Regions from separate parts of the Anas platyrhynchos genome. Here region 2 is linked to region 1. The links are chromatin contacts, called in public Hi-C maps. All regions are on one chromosome and are shown on one strand. The core of a region is the stretch at or near the end of the contact, and the rest is flanking DNA. Distances in the headings are between cores, read along the strand shown.

Region 1 (5,748 bases), core at 1,018-3,517:
GGCATTAATAAGCTATTGTGATCAATGTTTAAGGATGGCTGTGGAGAGGAGAAAACCAAACAGATAGTGGTTTCTGCACTAACAGCCTTCAAGTCCAAATTTTACTGTGAAAGAAACTTTCTGGATCCTTGGTCCACCCCAAAATAATACCTTTTTAGGCACTCATTCTTTGCAAAAACATGAGTGTCAACTGCAAGATGACCAGCTCCCAGCAAGACGGGATTTGATGGCTAATACAGGAAAACTAACAAATCACTTTCAGGAGTTAGAGATTTGATTAGGAGAGTAAAATGACTTCCTTTCACTATCAAGAACTGCGAAGTGTAGAATTCAGTTTCAACACACAGAAAATGCCCATGGATCCTGAACGGAAAACTAAAAAAAAAAAAGTTTCATGTCAAAATATTTGTTTACATCCTTAATTTTAAATACATAATTCACTACTTTCAAGAGACTACTTTGATATAAAAGTGACACCTTGCCAAATGAGAATCAGTTTACCATCAGTCTGCAACTGAACTTATCTTCGTAGCAAAACACAAGGTAAATTATTGTGAATGAGAAATGAATTAGATTCACTTCTTAGTACTTTCACAAATGAATTCTTCCTTGCAATCATATTTACCACACTTAATTATTTTTCCTCTTTTTACATTCCATTTAATTTCATTTCATTACCAGTAAAATTTATGCAAGTCTATCTACTGCCAGCGTGTGGTGTGTTGTGGTGCTGTGAGAACCTGTGGCTGATTTGCTGTGTGTGGGAAGACCTCAGTGCTGAGATCTGGCAGGGCTGGGCTCATGTTTTGCAGCACCTACTTTGATCTTTCTGTGATTAAAATATCACACCTAATGCTGCATGGACCTAGTAGTTTATCTTGCATGACAAGACTTTTGCTCTATAATGGGATTCAAAATGTTGTAAGAACACTATTATTACCAGCAAAAGCTAGTTATAATTCCTACTGAAATAAATTATCTATGTCTTGTTGAAGAAGTTCTCCCTTTTCTGGAGCATAGGCTTGGAGGCAAGGTGCTATTCAAGTCTTATTTAAGTCTTCAATGATCATTTTAAATGAGATTTCAGTGGTGTTTGGATGCTGCATATGTGAATTTCACCTGGGGAGTATTCATGACATGGATGCAAGACAACCTTACAGCTCTTCTGCTCGGGAGGTTTTCACTAATTATTTCTAGTGCACTTTTAATGTTACTTCTTGAAACGCAGTTCTCAACATTTACCTCTTTGAGCTCAGATCAAAACAGACTGCAGACTGCGCCTTCTCAGTTAATTGTTAGCTTACACAACTACCACCTGCAGAGGGGAGATGCTGCGGGTTGTGCTTTCCAGCAGAGACCCCCTGAAGGACAGAGCGGAGCCTCCCCCTACCGCAGTGCTCTCCGGAGGGTCTGGACCCTGGCACGCCGGGATGAGGAGCCTGCTAACCGGCTCCCCGAGCTCGGCCGCCACCCCGCGGCACACGGCGGGGTCGCCCCTCCCAAGCCCAGCAGCTGACTTTGTGCTTTCCTCTGGCGCTGAAAACCGAGCCGAGGACCCAGCGTCCCAAGCAGACTCGGGCAAGCGGAAAAGTTCGCGGGGGGAAGAACGTCACGTCAGGAAGCGTTTTATTCCGCTGGTTGCGGAACAGCCCGTGCTTGCCGTGCCTGTCTGCGGGGTGCCAAGAAAGCCACCTGCGCCTCGTTGCCTGCGAGAACACCCGGGACAAACCCTGAGGAGAGCGCGGCGCGGCGCCCGCGCCAACGGCCGTCCGTAATGGTCGGCATCGCGCGCCACCAGGGGGCGGCAGAGACCGGACGGGAGGGGCGCGACGCGAGGGGAAGCGGCGGAGGAAAGCGCGTCTGCAGGGAGGGCAGCTCCCTCAGAGCTCCGCGGGAGCGCGGGGATAGAGCACTGACTGGTTTTAACCCATAATAAGCCGACAAGAAAGATATCAAGAGAAGCTCAGCAGGAGTGTTGGTGTGCTGAAGAGGAGGAGCTCTGTGCAGAGCACAGTAGTGTGGGAAGAAAGTGCCAGGTCAAACAGGGCAAGGAAGGAAGGGGGAAATCTTTCCCCCTGCTCCCTGTAGCTCTGTTGGGAAGTCAAAGGAGATCCCAGTACTTCACTCTGCACCTGAATCTTGGCCCAAGCAGTAGTCCACATTAGAGGGAACACCAAAAGACTCACAGATTACTTCTGCACAGAACAGGGCAGTAATAGAGTCTGTGAAACAAGGAAAGCAGCAGGGGGCTCTTCAGTACAGGAGGGAGGACTGGTGTCTGCATTGCCACACACTATCATTAGACATAGGCTAGGGCAAATGCAAACAGGTCAAATAGGTCAAGCAAAAGCAGTTAAATAACAGTGCATACACACTGCTCAGCAAAAGACTGTAGTTTGAACTCCCAAGAAGTAGCAATGCTATTAGCAATCTCTTTTTCTCCTCCTCACCCACCCCCTTTTTTTTTTTTTCTCCTTTGTGGGCTCTTCACTTTTCTCTTACCAAAATCACGGAAACGGGGTCACAGCGTGGCTGAACAGATAGCAAACTGTTTACTGCCTGGCTCTTCCACATGCAACTCTTCTAAGCCCCATCACATTGCTCGTGTTACAGCCAGATTTCTGACTTCAGTTCCCCCTGCTGTATTGTGAGACAAGCCCAAAGTGGAGCATGCTGCTAAGTACAGGCAGATAAGGGAAGCAGAGGGAGTTTCTCAGAACAGAAAAGTAAGGCTAAATAGCAAACACTTGATTACGATTGCTCCCTGCTGTTGTATCTCAAGATAGGTTTCCACTAGCTTAAGGAAACTAAAAGGGAATCAAACTTTACAGTGCTTTAAGATTGACTGTGGTCCTGCAAATTTATACTGCACAGAGCAAATGAGGTTCTGGGAAGTACTGAGTATGAGTAAAGTCTTATCTCAAAGCTAGGACTACCTGGAAAGTTCTCAGGCACTTCATCCCTAAAAACACACCAAATGAGCACAGAAGACCAGGGTTTCAGATACCAGCCTGGAATTATTTGGTTTGCAACAAATATCAGCTCAACAGACACTGACTTGAGACTTTGGAGAGCAAAGCAGCAGAGTCATCACAAAAGAAGGTATTCCATTCTTGCTCCAAGCATGACACACATTTCTTCCATTTACCTCCTCTACTTTAAAAGCAGAGGGATGCAAGTATATTGTTTTAAAGTGTACAGAAGCACCATGCTATCCTCACACCTAAGATACTTTCAAAAACAAGGCACACATGATGGGTGTTCATACCAACAGCAGACGGCACTGAGTTGATGACAAAAATAGAAATCCAAAAAGAAAGAAAGAAAAAAAAAAGGCCTATTCTGTTGTGCTTGAAAACCCAGTATTACTAGCCAACGTGGCAGGAACAAGATATTTACTCTATCCACTATAGTTTTCAACACCTGTTTGGATGAGGAAGGGAAAGGAAGGAGAGCTGGTAAGCCATCCCTGAGCCAAAGTATCACTGCTAGAATCTTTTAAAAAAGTAGCAGTTTGTTTTACGATTTGTAATACCTGGAATTTTGTCCATTTGCAGTAGATATTCAAGAAGGACATGGAGGTGCTCGAGCAAGTCCAGAGAAGGGCAACAAAGCTGGTGAGGGGCCTGGAGAACAAGTCTTACAAGGAGCAGCTGAAGGAGCTGGGATTGTTCAGCCTGGAGAAAAGGAGGCTCAGGGGCGACCTTATTGCACTCTACAGGTACCTTAAAGGAGGCACATACAAGAGCCTTTCTTCTTCATTCTTTCTTTTCCCTTTTTAAAGAACAATATATATATATCTTTAGCAAGGAGAAACCTTTTCTGCTCCCAAGGCAAACTTTGAAAGAAAAATAACTGTTATACGCATATATCCTATTATTTGTTAACAGGTTTCACACAAGTAACTTGCTCAAATCACTTTGAAAACATTTCCTTTAATATAGGAACACAGGAGATAGATTAAAAGAAAAGATAGATTAAAAGCTTGCAAGTCTCTTACTGAGTGCCAGAGGCTCTGGAACACTGAACTCAGCATTTTGTAAAACAATCTCCCTTCAAAAGAATTTTCTACTGTACTGATTGGAAAGGAAAAGAGAGGAAGAAGCCAAGTAATGCTACTGATAATTCATAGAATCATAGAATCATAGAATATCCTGAGGGAATATCCTAAGGGAAGGGACCCTTAAGGATCATCAAGTCCAACTCTTGACACCGCACAGGTCTACCCAAAAGTTCAGACCATGTGACTAAGTGCACAGTCCAATCTCTTCTTAAATTCAGACAGACTCGGTGCAGTGACCACTTCCCTGGGGAGCCTGTTCCAGTGTGCAACCACCCTCTCTGTGAAGAACCCCCTCCTGATGTCAAGCCTAAATTTCCCCTGCCTCAGCTTAACCCCGTTCCCGCGGGTCCTGTCGCTGGTGTTAATGGAGAAAAGGTCTCCTGCCTCTCGACACCCCCTTACGAGGAAGTTGTAGACTGCGATGAGGTCTCCCCTCAGCCTCCTCTTCTCCAGGCTGAACAGGCCCAGTGCCCTCAGCCGTTCCTCGTACGTCTTCCCTTCCAGGCCTTTCACCATCTTCGTAGCCCTCCTCTGGACACTCTCCAACAGTTTCATGTCCTTTTTATACTGTGGTGCCCAGAACTGCACACAGTACTCGAGGTGAGGCCGCACCAGTGCAGAGTAGAGCGGGACAATCACCTCCCTTGACCTACTAGCGATGCCGTGCTTGATGTACCCCAGGACGGTTGGCCCTCCTGGCTGCCAGGGCACACTGCTGGCTCATATTCAACTTGCTGTCTACCACAACCCCCAGATCCCTCTCTTCTAGGCTGCTCTCCAGCATCTCATCGCCCAGTCTGTACGTGCAGCCAGGGTTTCCCCGTCCCAGGTGCAGGACCCGGCACTTGCTCTTATTGAACTTCATGCGGTTGGTGATCGCCCATTTCTCCAACCTATCCAGATCCCTCTGCAAGGCCTTTCCACCCTCATTCGAGTCCACAACTCCTCCAAGTTTGGTATCATCAGCAAACTTGCTCAAAATACCTTCTATTCCTACATCCAGATCGTTTATAAAAATATTGAAAAGTACCGGCCCTAAAATGGAGCCTTGAGGGACCCCACTGGTGACCACCCGCCAGCCTGACGCAGCCCCATTTACCATAACCCTTTGGGCCCTGCCCGTTAGCCAATTGCTCACCCATCGTATGATGTTTTTATTTAGCTGTATGGTGGACATTTTGTCCAGTAGGATCCTATGGGAAACCGTGTCAAAAGCCTTGCTGAAGTCCAAAAAAATCACATCAGCTGGTTTCCCTTGGTCCACCATACGGGTGATCTTATCATAAAAGGAAATCAGGTTAGTTAGGCAGGAGAAATCAGGTTAGTTAGGCAGGAAGTCAGTTCCATTAAACATCTGTATTCATCCTGCATCCTGCTCACGTCACTCTCTGCTCATCAAACAAACTCAGGGTTCAAACACAGCCAGCCACACCTGGCTGCCTGCTGGACAACTGCAGTGCATCATCTATGGAAGATGCTACAGTATCATGGAAATAGGCCACCAAATGGTAACAAATCCCAAAGGAAGAGTTGCAGGAGTTACTGCCTCATCATCTGCTGGTCCTCAGCAGCTTGTCACAGCTAGCAGAGGTGCAGTGAGGGGACCAGTAGGCTCCCGGCTTCAGGGCACAAAGCTGACTCCAGTCTTCAAGAAGGGCAAGAAAGAGGATCTTGGAAAACTACAG
Region 2 (5,748 bases), core at 1,065-3,564, 110 kb after region 1:
ACTGCATGAGTTTTGAATTCTGTGCCACAATTTGTGAAGGTTCTTTTATTTCATTCTTTGTAATCAAGGCTTGCATTTAACCAATTCATCCATTATTATTTTTTTAGTTTCAGAAAAAAATACCCTTGAACTTTGTCAGCCATCCTTATTGTATGAATTTCAAGAGCAGAGATTAACACAGAGTCCCTAAAAAGTAATTTGATATTAGAAGGATATATGTCACAATGTTAGCAATATTTTTATTTCTATTGGAAAACATAATAACTGGAAGGAATTATGGCAGTCATACCATTCTAACTTAGTAAATTTTGTCTAGTAAAACAGCAGAGCAGTCAATATTGTCCATATATTTGACATAAACTGGTTCAAAAATGTGAGACACAAGGATCTGCACTGACAATGTTTTTAGAACAGAAATTCTGATTGAACAAACTTTCTTCCAACTTGTTGAAGAGGCAGCTGTTAGGTTCAGACAGACCTTATATGACCTGCAAAGCAAGTTCCACATCAAAGATTGCATTCCTGACATACAATTTCAAACAAAAAATAAACAATTCTCTTAGTGTAGACAGAGGTCAATATTGACTACCTATATTGCCTAAAATATCACTTCTGAAACACAGCAGAATATTATTAGTCTCCAAAAGGTCATTTTGCTTTTAATGTTAGTTGTTTAAATATCTCTAGAATCCTCCTGCCTACCCCACCTCCAGACTGTGAATAAGATGACAGTTTCAGTTATTTCAGTTTGATGATAAATTAAGCCAACTATGTTACTCTGCAGACCTCAAGATCTTACCTAAGCACACTCCTACCATTTTTTTTTAAAGTTTCCAAAAGACTTAAAAACAATATTTACAGATTTTTTATAAAATAAGGTTTATTACATCAGAAGTTGCTTACCGTTAACATGAATATTTTTTACTGGAGCATAAATATTCGCATTCTTTGATTATACGTTTTAATTAAATTACTGGGAAAATAATCAAATATCAACAATATCATTGAAAACATTAGACCCCATTGCTAAGAAGAGCCTACAATAATAAAGAAAGAAGCAATAATAAAGTATCAAAGCAAACAGTGAATCTCAGTCTCCTCTGTTTGTCCTTCACCCACACATTCCCCTGCTCCCCAGGCCTGCTCTGTGATTGTTGGTCCTTCTCTTTACTCAAGCTGCAAACTCTTTGGGAAGAAGCTCAGCGTTTGCTCTGAAAAAAACCTCACCACAACAGCCCAGCTTACCCAAAATACAATGACTGAATGAAATCACTCTCAGTGAATGGCCTTTAAATCAGAATCCATGCAGGAAATAAAAACTGTGGCATTCCATTCCAATAAAGTTGTCAAGACAAATAGTGATTTGAATCTGTTTTATAGCTAATATAGCTAATATTTTACTAAATTGATAAAAATTTGTGCTTCAGTTTAAAACATTTTATTTTAAACCTGAGAAGGCAAAACCAAACCAAACCAAAAAACAACTACCAAACTAAATGCCTTAGAAACTGAAGAGAAGCAGGCCACCTTTAGAAGTAATTAATAAATTAATAAACTAGACACAAAGTAAACTTCAGCAGTGAAAATGACAACTGTATTTCAAGCATACACTGAATAATCTAGTTAAATGCTTGAGTTCATCTACCTGTGCTGTTAAAACTCAGAAAGCGTTTCCTTCCAAAGTGTTCATTAATTGCATAGCAGCAATGCAAGATCCATGCAGAAAATACATGAGTAGAATCACAGAATCATAGAATCATAGAATATCCCGAGTTGGAAGGGACCCATAAGGATCATCAAGTCCAGCACCTGTCACCACACAGGTCTGCCCAATAGTTTAGACCATGGGACTAAGGGCACAGTCCAATCACTTTTTAAATCCAGACAGGCTTGGTGCAGTGACTACATCCCTGGGGAGCCTGTTCCAGTGTGTGACCACCCCTTCGGTGAAGAACCTCTTCCTGATGTCTAGCCTAAACTTCCCCTGCCTCAGCTTGACACCATTCCCGTGGGTCCTACCACTGGTGTTTACAGAGAACAGGTCACCTGCCTCTCCACTCCCCCTCGCGAGAAAGTTGTAGACCACAATGAGGTCCCCCCTCAGCCTCCTCTTTTCCAGGCTGAACAGGCCCAGTGGTTTCTGAATATTTGAGTAATTGATTTTAGGTGAACGATAAACTATTATTGTCACCAAATCTTTTGCAGACATCAGTTTTACACTTATTTTCATTAACCACACAATATAGATGCCTGTAAATTACATGCAAGTGACTACACTGATGCAGTTCTGCCCCCTCCTGTTCGATTCAGCATATGCATGAGATTACAGAGTATCTCAGCACAGCAACAACAAAATAGCCAGATTCAGCATAGACCGGTTCGATGGATGTTGCAGGACACTGAACTGTCCTGCAATAACTTGTCTGGATTCTGACCTGTCACTCATTAAGTATTTATGGATAGAAAAGGATCTTTCTAAACACAAGAGAAACAATCATATCATTGTGCAACAAAAGTAAGCTGCAATTCTATTTTTGCTATTACTTTATTTGCAGAAAGATAAGCATTAATGCTTTATTTTATATTTCCTAAATATATACTTTTATCACTTATTCAGATCTAAGATCTATTCAGATCTCTGTGTAACTTCTATAAATTCTTAGGTCATGAGAAACAGTTTTGGGAGACAACTACATGTTCAGATATCTACTACTTAGGTAGGTTAAAAATTTGAAGTTTAATTTAATCTGTTATGATGAGTTTTGTTGTTCCATTTTTCAGTAATTCTTCATATGTGTACTTGGACAATGTTTCTGCTCAGAATTGTTTAGATACATGATATAACTATACAAATATCACTTTTCATACACCATATTTGAATCTTACTAGTGTCCCCACACATCCCACTGTGATACTATGAACACTGAACTCCATTGACATTCAAATATACTTTGAAGTAAAGAATGTTGTGTCATTGTTATTGCCTAATTTTTAAATGGATAGATTACCCTATGATACTTCCTTTTTGGTCCATTTCACCCATCAATATATTCCCTTCTCCTACAGCTTTCCTATTGAAACAACTAATTGTTTTATGCTTTGATATGATGACCACAAAAGCAGTTTGTGCCTCTATTGATTTGGAGATTCAGCAATTTTAATATCTGCAGCTAAAACAAAAGCTCCCAAAAGAAATGGAAGGGGAAGTCTTCCCCTCCTCAGTTAGGATGATTCTACTGCCTTTGCTGCATGTTTTGTTGAAATAACTCTGTATATTTGACAATAAAGTGTCACTCTTTTTCCCTAACAGAGGTTTGCTCCACTACTTAACAGGGTCACCTTCTGCAATTCCAGTCAGTGCTTCACTGTGTGGTGATTTTACTCAGGTGGAGAGCTGAGCTCCATCACAATCGCTCTCTCACTCCCCTCAAAGAGGAAGGGGGAGAAACTACAACACAGAGAACTCGAGGTTTGAGATGAGAAAGGTTTAATTAAAGGGAAAGGGAATGGGGAGAAAAAGAAACAAAAGAAACAATAAGTCTGCGTGGAAGCACAGAGAGAGGGAAAAAAAAATTAATTATTCTCTACTTCCCATCAACGAGCAATGTTTGGCCACATCCTGGGAAGCAGGGCCTCAAAACGCATAGTGGTTGTTCAGGAGGAACAGCCCCCTAGCCCACAAGAGCCCCCTTTTTATTGCTGAGTGTGACATCAGGTGTTATGGAATATCCCTTTGGTTGGTTTAGGTCAGCTGTCCTGGCGATGTCCCCTCCCCATCACTTGCCCACCCTCAGCCTGCTGGCTCTTGGGGGCTTGTAAGGAGTCCTGATGCTGTGCCAGCACTACGCAGCAATAGACGCAACACTTGAGTGATATCAGTGCTGTTCCAGCTACGAGTGCAGAGCACAGCACTGTGTGGGCTGCTGCAGGGAAAAGGTGACTCCAGCTCAGACAGACCCACCACACACTGTACAAAACCTTTTTAGCACACAAGATGTTTTCTTCCTACTAAACATTTATCTGGTTTTCTTTTGTCATTTCATCTTGCTTCTCTGCCCTCAGCTACTCACTAACTGCTCTGTCCAGAGAAGATCCAGAAACCTCTCCTTGATAGAGTTCTTCATCACTAGATAATATAATTGATGGCTACATAAGTATTTTATTTTTAATTAAAAAAAAAAAAAAACAACAACAAACCCATACACACACACACACAAAAAAAAAAAAAAAAACAAAAAACAAAAAACAAAAAACAAAACACAACTGTTTTAGTCTTACCTGAAGAAAACTTCCCAGAAAAACACTGCTCCTTCCAGCTGTGCTCTCCTATTAAGGGTATATAACACCTCTGATTCACTCACAGAAGATGCAATTCTCTGCACTTAATTTATTGGGAAGAATCCAGGTTTTGACCAGAGATGAGATGTGAAAGTCAGAAAAGGACCTCCAGTCAGTCTTTTGTAAGAAAGACATACAGCATTTTGAGATCTGAAATTTCTAGTCTGATTTTGATGTGTCTACATTGGTATTCTCTGGCAAGTAGGCATGCTACTTATTTCCATTTTTCATATCTTTATAAATGAACAATAGTATACATACTAATAAGTAATGCTTGCTTGTGACTACTTGATTACAGGATAGGTCTAAACCTGAACTGTTTGGTTTAAATACACTGCCTTCCAAATCTATTTCAAATTTAAATCAATATTAAAAAGGAAAGAAAAAAGACCCTCTGGGTTCTTGAACAGAAACTCATCATTACAAAAAATATGACATAGTTGTAATGGTTGCAAAAGACAAGTGCTTTCTGAGTTACTTAAAATTAACTTTTGAAGTCTATATTGTAGTGTTAAAAACAATAGTTTAATTTATATATAGTTTAATTTGATAATTCTGTGCTTCTTACAGCAAAAAAGATATAATCGCTCTGCCTTTGGGGGTTAACAGAACCATTGTGACTGACTACTAGTAACCATGGAAATATAGAGCTAGTTAGAGACCAACATCAAACTAACAGAGGTGTTGAGAGACAGAAAATTAGACTTAGAATATGATTATAGTTATGGAGATTATGCAACTGATGTGACATCTGACTTATCTTGGATTAGCATCATCGAGAATGTTTTCTTGTCATCTGGAGAAAGCCCCCAGCTTAAACAGACACAGAAATATTTAAGACAAACAATCAATGATTATTTATTGGCCAAACTATTTGCCTTGTAATGATAAGGCATGCGTGTATTTAACTGCTTTCTCAGTGACAGGCCAATAGCCAAACCCACAAAACATTGTTTATGCAGCCACAATTACAGTCCTTAAACATAGACATCCTTTAAAAGAGACACCTTGGAAAAAAGGAAAATATATCTTCTTTGCTGTAATAAGGAAACTATGCCCAACAGCAGTAGATTTTTTTTTTCCCCAGTAATACGTTTGGTTAAATGCTGTGGTTCAAAAAAGCCAAAACGTGTCTGCATGATCAGTGCTAACCTTACCCAAAGTGACCAAACAGATACTCTCTCACTCTCAAAACCTTAACACCATTAGACAAACTGATACAAACCCCTCCTTCCTTGCTTTTCTTCTTCACTTTTAACTATTAGAACTCTCTTTCAGTTCTCTGTTGCGAAGCACGGCCGAAAGCACGACAGACACCAGCAGAGTCAGATCATGCTTCACCATTTTATTGCCCGAATAGCCCAACTTTTGTAGTGAACTTTACAGGGGTGGACAGTGTTTCACACAAGG

Evidence for each region. Hi-C and Micro-C count contacts between places; a contact is called where the count stands out from the background.
Region 2: a contact with region 1 is called in a Hi-C map of F1 follicle, with 4 times the contacts expected there. The contact joins two enhancer-like sites. A contact is called at or near these places in 5 of 8 Hi-C or Micro-C datasets (F1 follicle, liver, skeletal muscle and 1 more).

The regions. Positions count from the first base shown.
Region 1 is chr5:66,354,329-66,360,076 of IASCAAS_PekinDuck_T2T, forward strand. No RefSeq gene overlaps it. Among named protein-coding and RNA genes, the nearest start is that of RASSF10, 15 kb to the right of the region's middle. Within about 2 kb of position 2,268, at least 4 of the 8 cell types and tissues checked have an H3K27ac peak or open chromatin away from gene starts, as enhancers often do. A contact at or near this core is called in F1 follicle, where this site is marked.
Region 2 is chr5:66,467,692-66,473,439 of IASCAAS_PekinDuck_T2T, forward strand. It overlaps LOC101797550 (a long non-coding RNA gene), which reads right to left. Exons shown (of 4, transcript XR_001194432.5): 4 at 5,664-5,748. Among named protein-coding and RNA genes, the nearest start is that of BMAL1, 13 kb to the right of the region's middle. Within about 2 kb of position 2,315, at least 3 of the 8 cell types and tissues checked have an H3K27ac peak or open chromatin away from gene starts, as enhancers often do. A contact at or near this core is called in F1 follicle, where this site is marked.